Regions from separate parts of the Mus musculus genome. Here region 2 is linked to region 1. Evidence: chromatin contacts called from public Hi-C data. All regions are on one chromosome and are shown on one strand. Each heading gives the region's core, a stretch centred on a gene start, on an enhancer-like site or on the middle of the called end of the contact. The rest is flanking DNA. Distances are from core to core; before and after follow the strand shown. Region 1 has its middle 27 kb from the start of Gm40925. Region 2 overlaps Gm10790 (predicted gene 10790).

What was found. Hi-C and Micro-C count contacts between places; a contact is called where the count stands out from the background.
Region 2: a Hi-C map of uterus shows a contact between it and region 1, with 1.7 times the contacts expected there. The contact joins two enhancer-like sites. A contact is called at or near these places in 6 of 484 Hi-C or Micro-C datasets (the HL-1 cell line, cardiomyocytes, embryonic stem cells and 3 more), 1 of 115 datasets of contacts at active chromatin or transcription factors (embryonic stem cells) and 1 of 9 other capture datasets (embryonic stem cells).

What each region holds. Positions count from the first base shown.
Region 1 is chr13:41,701,946-41,706,213 of GRCm38.p6, reverse strand. No RefSeq gene overlaps it. Among named protein-coding and RNA genes, the nearest start is that of Gm40925, 27 kb to the right of the region's middle. Within about 2 kb of position 2,928, at least 17 of the 459 cell types and tissues checked have an H3K27ac peak or open chromatin away from gene starts, as enhancers often do. A contact at or near this core is called in uterus, where this site is marked.
Region 2 is chr13:41,870,209-41,874,802 of GRCm38.p6, reverse strand. All of the region lies in intron 1 of Gm10790 (predicted gene 10790), which reads right to left. Among named protein-coding and RNA genes, the nearest start is that of Gm10790, 6.6 kb to the right of the region's middle. Within about 2 kb of position 2,257, at least 13 of the 459 cell types and tissues checked have an H3K27ac peak or open chromatin away from gene starts, as enhancers often do. A contact at or near this core is called in uterus, where this site is marked.

The DNA.
Region 1 (4,268 bases), core at 1,679-4,178:
ACTGAGAAGCCTTATGTCATCAAGCAATGTAACCTGGGTCGATTGCAAGTGCAGCATTTGTCTTTAAAATGAGAATTATTGTCTTGGCATGAAGACAGTTCAAGCACACAGAGGGAGCGAGCAGACAGGCTTTGTTTTCAGTTAAGTGAGGGAGGTATGCATTTATCACACACACACACACACACAGACACACACACACACACACACACACACACACAGAGTGATGGGGTCATCATTACGGCTGCCTTAGGCATCTCTTTGCAACAGAATATGGTCTGTTTCCACCACCACCACCCCCCATGTACACATCCTTAAGGAATGTGATCTTTGCTGAGATCATGGGCAGGAAATGACCTTGAGAAAAGCTACTCGATGCCATTCCTTGAATAGTCTGCTGTCAGCTCCCCCAGACTATCAGACATGAGGTGGTAAGGGCTGACTTCAGCTGTGCAAACAGAAGCCGCCAAAGGATGCCAGGAGAGAAAAAGCAAGCTAGTAACCAGAGCTATTTACATGTGGATGAAACACAACCACCCCTACCCCTGTAAAGGGTCCACGATGCTGTGACTCAGACAACTCCAAGCTCGAGTCTTACAGGTGACCTTTTCCAGGACTGTTACAAGGACTGGTTATTATCTTGGGGGGTTTTCCTCTGTGTGAAGAGCCTCAGGGCAGTGTTTACTCTGGAAGAGTGTGCTATGGCCTGTGATAACACTTCTGGCATGAGGAAATCTTGGATGTTCACCTAACCAAGCCAGAGCTTTCTGGCCATTAAGTTACACGGACAATAATGAAACAAAACTACAAGCTTGCCCCTGATCTGGCTTCCCTTCCAGGCTCAGATTCCCATGGATAAGTTTCATGGGATGGTTTGGTCCTTCACTCTCAAGCTCTTTGAACTGTTTCATGCCCTCCTTGTGCTTTGTTAGCTTTCCCAGAATCCTTCAGCACTTCCTAGTTGTCTCCATCCCTTACCCGTAACCATCCCCACGTGGCCACTGCAGTATCACCTGCAGGTCAGTTTAAGGCACATAGGCCACTAGCTGTCTCCGGTGTCATCTTTCAAACAGATCCCAAATTTTGTCCAAGTGCTCAGCACTCCCAATGCTTCAAGAACAATATTTACCCACTTCCTCTTGGGCAGATCTGGTGGATCTGAGTTAGACCATACCCCTTGCCTTGCCAGGGAATGCTGTTTCTGGCCTGTGAAGTGATGGGCAATGAAGAGCTATGACTATTTTGGGGACTGTTCTCCACACTCTCACCTGCCCGATGCTATTTTGGGATGAAGATAACCATGCCCTTTTATTCATATGCATGTCTTCACCCTCCATTCTGTAAGCTCAATAGCAGAGCTTTGCTGCCTTTTACCCCTGACTCAGTACAGTGCCTGGCATAAAGTAGACCTTCTAAACATGTTTGTTAAATGGGTGAATGATAGAAAGAATGGATGATGGGGTAAGGCCCACACCATGGTGAATTTTCTTACTGTGCTTTGTGTGTTAACAAGGGATCCAAATTCTTGAATCCTCAGTGAAAGGAAGTCTATTTGGTGCAATGCTTGGTAATAAAATGCAAAGTCTCGTCTATAAGATCTGCCTTTTACCAGAACAATATGCCAGGCCAGATGTAAATGTTTTATCTTTCCTAATTAGGAAATAGTCCTTCCATACTATCTATATGAAGAGACCACTCATCAAAAACTTACAATTCCACAGAAAGTGAGTAACTGGGGAGGGTCTTAGGACAGCCAACATACAGTGCATCATATGTACTATAGTTTGTTTGTTTGTTTTTTGTTTTGTTTTGTTTTGTTTTGTTTTCAAAACAGGGTTTCTCTGTATAGCCCTGGCTGTTCTGGAACTCACTTTGTAGACCAGGCTGGCATCGAACTCAGAAATCTGCCAAGTGCTAGGATTAAAGGCATGTGCCACCACCGCCCGGCATGTAGTATAGTTTCTGCAGAGACACCTCCACCTCCAAGTTCGTTATTAAGATCAGCAAGACAGGAAGTCCCGAGGGTCATGAATTGGAAGCAGAAGAGAAGAAAGTGTCCCCTGCAGGGCATTGCAGGTACATATGGAAGTTGGATAGAATGTCAACTATCATGTTTACCTGAAATGTTAAAATAAAAATCCTGCCTGTCCCTACAGAGCTGTGTGTGGACCACTAAAGAACCATTTGCAACAGAGAGCAGCACGTTTAGTTTTATTCCTCCGATCATAATTTTTTTTTTCTGCCTGGACAGACAGATCCCTCATTGTGTCTGGAACAATCGAGGCATTCCAAACACAAAGCAAGCCAAAACAGCCTACCCCAGGGCCAGCGCTTTCAACAATCTATCGCTCAACAGCCCTGAGCTCCAGCCAGTTCGAGGACCCAGTTTCCTGCCATTGTTAGCATGTTGGGCCTGGAATTCCATCCAAATGGATTTGACCCCTTTACTAACAGCAGTGCATAGTTGCCTGATTAGTATATTCCTGTGTTTGGATGGGAAGTGGCGGGGCTGGGGGAGGTAGGGGCAAAAAGACAAAGGAAATCATAAGGAAAACATCTCTGTCTCCATGCTATCACGGGAATAACTGACAACTCTGGCTTCACTCACATGTGTGATGGGCTTACACACTCATGCATAAACACACACAACGCAAACACACACACACACACCCCTCCAAAAATGTCTTGCAGAATTTGTCTGATTAAAGTGACCAGTTAAGGACTAGCAAGCATACACCCCTCTATTAGGAAATGACTGCAAAGGCCGTCCTGTTTAGTCTTCATAAGAGCCTACATAGATTATAACCTTTGCAGTGGTCACAAGCTGTTCCTTCAGGCTATTGTTCCCTCTTCACAGACTCTCTGGTATTAGGTGACCAGGGCAATTCCTAGATTGCACAGTACAGAAGCCCTTCCCTGTCCTTCTGACCACACCCTTGTTTGTTTTAACTCCTTCAGTGCTATACTATCTTATCATGTTCATCTCTTCTGGAGCTCTGTTATTTAGATCAACTCACCATTCCTCCTAGATCATACACACACACAAACACACATGCACAGACGTAAACATACACACATAGACATACACAAACACAAACACACACACACATATATAACACACACTTGTCAATGACTTAAAGACAAAAAAATAAAATAAATTTACCATGTAAAATCTGTAAAGTTATCAAGATTTCAAACATACGGACTTTAAAAGACCCCAGCAAGAAAACGAATAGACAAGCTACATAGTGAGTTCTAGGCCAGCCTAAGCTACACAGTGAGACTTCATCTCAAAAACTCAGAACCAAAGAGAAAAGACCGCCCACAGAAGTAGAGACAGTTTTTCCAAACCTTGGCTCTCATAAGGGACTTGTATATAAGGTAGGTGGGGAGCCATCACAGTGCCCCAAAGGCTCTAGATCCAGCCCAAAAGGGAAGCAGATGATCAACCCACATTTGACAAGTTGTCCATTGGTGGCCATTAACCACCAAGAACGTGCTAGATGAAATAATAAGATGCCATTTCCCTTTCCTGAAGATGGCTGTTATAGAAAGTATAGGCACTAACAAGCACTCTTGAGAAAGTAAAGAAATGGGTCATCAAGACACCAAGTGTTAACAGGGCTCTAGAAATCTGAGCGGCCATTCCCGAACAGGTTAGAAACAGTGTCACTACATGACCACACAATTCTGCTGCTAGGTACATATGCACGCAAGAGAAATGGAAATACATGCCCACACAAAAACTGCCCACGAAAGTACACAGCAGCATTGCTCATCACACACTGACATTAAAAGCAATACCCATCAACTGATAAATGGCTAATAAAAGTACGATATATTCGCTCAATATACTACTATCCAACAACACAAGAAAATTAAGTGGTTATGCATGCTACAGCCTGGGAAGGCCTTGGACATTGACTAAAGGAAGGAATCCAGTCATAAAGAATGATGTCATTCTATACAATGCCCAGAACTGGCAGACTGCGGAGGTAGAAAGTAGGTTCACTGTTGCCTAGGGCTAAAAGAACAAGCTTCCTGAATAGATGTGTCTGCAAAGAAGGGCATAGATGGCCAAGAGAGAGTGTAGGGAGCTGACAGCTAAGGGCTACAGGCTTTCACGGTAGAATAATACACAACTCTGTATTCAAAGCCGTTATTCTGTGTGCTTTAAATGAGCAGATTTTACATCATACGAACTCCAGAACCGACCGCTCATTGAATAACACCCGATTTATATACACCCTGAGGCTAATTAAATTTGCTGG
Region 2 (4,594 bases), core at 1,008-3,507, 170 kb before region 1:
GGTGAGCTGAATGAAGCGGTGAGGTGAAGATCCTGTAGTATCTTGTTCCCACAACTGCTGCCATTCCATATCAGCTTCTGGCTCTTAAGCCCAAAGGTCAACCAACCCCAAGGCAGCTGGCGAGCATAGTAACCTTCACCATTAGGCTCCGTCTTAAACCATTCCCTCTAGGTCTGCAGCTCAGGGGAACTCCTTTAAGATCCTCTGGCAGTATTACTGTGGTTAGAATTACACAGTGTCTCCTAGCACAGGGTTCTTTGACTAATGCTCAGTATACTTTGGCTTGGAATGATGGTCAACACCCAATGTGAAAACATTGTTTCCTGATGCTTCACACGTTTTCCCTTTGTCTATTTTTATGTTTTATTTTTATTTGGAAAAATAGCCATCTACATTTTTATGTATACTGCCATGCATTGATGCACACACATATTGCGTAATGATCAAATAAGGGTAGTTAGCATAAGCACTTTTCATTTTTTGTAGTAAGAATGTTCAAAGTTCTTTAGCTATTTTGAAATATACAATAAAACATTATAAAGATGGTCACCCTACTGTGCAACAGAATTCTGGAAAATGTGTTATTTCCCAATTTAACTATAACTTTGCATCCATTGAATAATCATTTCTTATGTCTCTTATCTCTAATATTATGGCTATGCTATTCATAATATAATCCACTTAAGTGTGTACTGGTGAATGAATGACTAGAGAAGCTATCTCCTCCACCACATGGAATACTATGCAGTATTAAAAGAAAGGAAATCCTACAATTTGTGCAGTTGATGAACCAGGATGTTATGTCATGCACAGTAAGCTTAGTACAGAAAGACAAACATCACATCATCTTCCACATCTGTTTTAGTCAGGGTTTCTATTCCTAAACAAACATCATGACCAAAAAACAAGTTGGGGACGAAAGGGTTTGTCAGCTTACATTTCCACATTGCTGTTCATCACTAAAGAAAGTCAGGACTGGAACTCAAGCAGGTCAGAAAACAGCAGCTGATGCAGAGGCCATGGAGGGATGTTCCTTGCTGGCTTGCCTCCCCTGGCTTGCTCAGCCTGCTCTCTTATAGAACCAAGATTACCAGCCCAGAGATGGCCCCACCCACAAGGGGCCTTTCCCCCTTGATCACTAATTGAGAAAATGCCTTCCAGTTGGATATCATGGAGGCATCTCCTCAACTGAAGCTCCTTTCTCTGTAATAACTCCAGCTGAGTCAAGTTGACACAAAACTAGCCACTACAACATCCATAAAACCTTTTATTTTAACATAATATAGGACCATCTTGTGAGTTAACTCTTCTTTGATTTTACTAAAATTAGTTGCTTTTTCTTCTCCCCCTCCTTTACTACATAGTGATGACTAGATATTTCCTCACACAGGCCACTTAAGACAGATGAAATACTCAGCTTGGGGTATGAGTATGAACTTTTACTCTTAATAAAAAAAAAAAAAAAAAACTAGAAGGTTGGGGAGGATGCCATTACACTGGTACAAAAAAATATATAAAAAGTTGTATATGAAGGCATCCAGTTGTGAAATACCACAGGGATCCTACCTGGCAGTTATAAGGGATTTTAAAGACCAGACAGTTCTTGTGCATGACAGTATTACTGAGATAGCCCGTGGGTTTGTTATAGATGTGACTAACAAATCATCTTTAGACCATTCTCTGTGCCCCCTAGGTTATTTGCTCTGAGGATAGAGCCTGGTTCTCAGACTCTGTGACAGGGAAACTCTGTCCTAGTGATCACGGAGAACAAGGCACTTGGAAAAGTCCTGGCCCACGGCAGAGGTTGTCTTATATGTTGAAATGATATGTGAATGGTGGTGTAGCTCAGTATGGCCGGCACATCGCCCCACACCCCCCTTCATCCCACAGGACTGCACAGTTTATTTCCTCCAAACAAGCAAGCTTTTTCTGAGAAGACGTGTGGTCACCCCCTGTGTGACTGAGAGTAAGACAGCCATGGGCTTGAGTTAGTGTAAACAGGCAAATTCAAGTACGGAAAAACACAATTAAACAAAACAATTGTTTTTAATTGAGTTCAATCAAATTGTTTCTCAACTCGAAAACTGGCAAATTCTTCTTCCTTGGCAGTCACTTCCAACACTTTACCAGAAAATGCTGGCTTGGCAGAAGGAATCTGAGAGAAATTTCTACAGAAACGCCATCGCCGAACTCTGTCCTATCTGCTAATGTAAAGAATCTACGCTACCTACTACTTCCCGGATGGACTCAGCCACCATCCTCATTGACTATAACGTGGCATTCAGCAGATATCAAAATAGCAGCGTGTGTCACAAGCTTCGTTTTCCTCCACAGTGACCTTGGATTAACCCTTCCCCCTTCTCTCCACAGCTAATTAAATCCAGGGACAGTTCAGTAAGGCATCCTGCCGGTGAAATATTTAGTGAGGGTCTATAATTCTTTCCTGCTTGTCCCATCCACTCTGCTTGTTTCTCCACAGTCCATCCACTTCAGCATCTCAATATTTTCTCAAAAACCAGCAGTATCGCTATGGTAACATCGTAAACCAGTCCCTCGCCCAACTCTTCAAGGAGTTTATAAAAATCCAGCTGTAAAAATTGGCCAGTGGCTCTAAGGGCTGCTTGTTTTATGTGTGGTCGTTAGCCTCTTCCCTCTTTCCTTTTTACACCACACCCACTACCAATCTGTCATTTAGGAATATTTACAAAGTCATTTAACAGGTACGAAGCCACTGGGAAGGAAATTGAGATGGAGAAAAGTCAGAAAATGTCTCTTCCAATGTGACATTGCTAATTCTAGAAGCGAGGTGGTCACACCCTGCCTCTCCTCACCACCTGAGTTAATTCTGCCGAAATGGGGAGTTTGGCTCTCACCTCACTCTGATTTCCTTCCTCTGCCTTGAAAACCGAGTTGTCCCTAAGTGCCCTTAAACACAGGAATAGCCACACATACCGGACCCATGCAGGCAGTCCCAAGAATATGAGGGAAAGAATTTTCTAGCAACTAACGGCCATCACTCTGGAACCCGGCTTCTAGAAATAGGGTTTGTTTATTACTCTTTTATTTTCTTCATCAAAAAGTATTCTAAGAAATCGGAATCTGCAGCTTCCCTCATGCCTACCAGTTCCCTCCTTGGGTTGACTTGCTCTGCTCTGTGTGTGTGTGTGTGTGTGTGTGTGTGTGTGTGTGTGTGTGTGTGTGTTTGTGTGTGTGTTGAAATTCCATTTATTTTTACCCTCTGGCTTTACATTACATGTCATGGTTTATAGTCAGAGCTGACTCAGCTGTACCAAGGCAAAGATGATTCTTAACATCTGTGGATTTTGCTAGTATGTTTGTTTGTTTGTTTGTTTTTAAATAAAACTGAGCTTGTTCAAAAGCAAGCAAGCCTGGTGGCACATGCCTATGATCCCAGCTGAGGCAAGGGAATTGTCACGTTAAAGCCACCCTGAGCTGTACAAGGAGACCTACTTCAATGACAGGATATGTTTTCAAAACTTTTAAATTGTTCTAAGAGAGAAGAAACAACAAAATCCAAGGAATATTATCCAACTATAAATATCCTGTGTTAGTATCTTTGAAGAGTGTTAAATACATATTTAATGCATGCATGAATGAATCAATGAATGAATGAATGAATGAATGAATGAATGAATGAATGAAAATACATGTGTTCATATATGACATTAGGGATGTTAGAGGCCCATGAGCATAAATGGGTTGGAGGCTTTGATGCACTTCACGGAGAGTAACTTACCTCAGAACAAACACGGGATGCATGTAATTAAGTAGCTCCTAGTGAGAGGCACTTGAATGACTGTCATATAGCCAGCTAAGAGAGAGGGGGACAGGTGGCCTGAGCAGGGTCTATTCTGGAGTTGAGAAGCTGGATCTTAGGTCATCTGTATGTAGAGAGATCTCAGTGTAATAAATAGCAACACCATCCCTACAAGCATAACAGTCGTGAGGTAGAGAAGCTTGTCCCCCAAGCTGGTGGTCTGGCTCTAACCACCGCCCTTGCCTCTCTCCTTCACTAAGCACAATGTTTGATACTAAGTATGGACACCCAGCACTCAAGGTGTGCGTTTCCTCTGTGAGTCATTGGACATGTTCATTTCTAATTAGTAATACCTGGCAGTATATTATCTCAAGAACTGGATAATTACATTTGAAGTCTTTGGAAGTGTGAATGTCCCAAAAACCATCCATCATAGCTGAGCTAATGAACCAGCTGAACTCAGATGACAGTCAGTGTCTTCCCCATTGATAGAACATAGGTGTTACAGCCAAGCCCTTTCTTCCAACATGGCAGTGTCAGACTGGGTACAATATAGATGCTTATTCCTCAACTTTTCAAAATTATTTCCATGTAACATGTGCCTTGGAAATCCCCACTTCCCTCACCACCTTGATGTCAAGAGTAGCTACACCCGTGTGTCAGTGCTGGAGAGGCCCGTCAAGATCAGCTAAGAGTTCCCTGGAAGTTCCCTAGCATGAGTGTGTCGGTGCAACGGAGTATACGGTGATTTTTCTAAGACAAGTATATTTTAAAACAACATTCTGAATGAGAAAAAAAAAAAAAACAGTCACATCA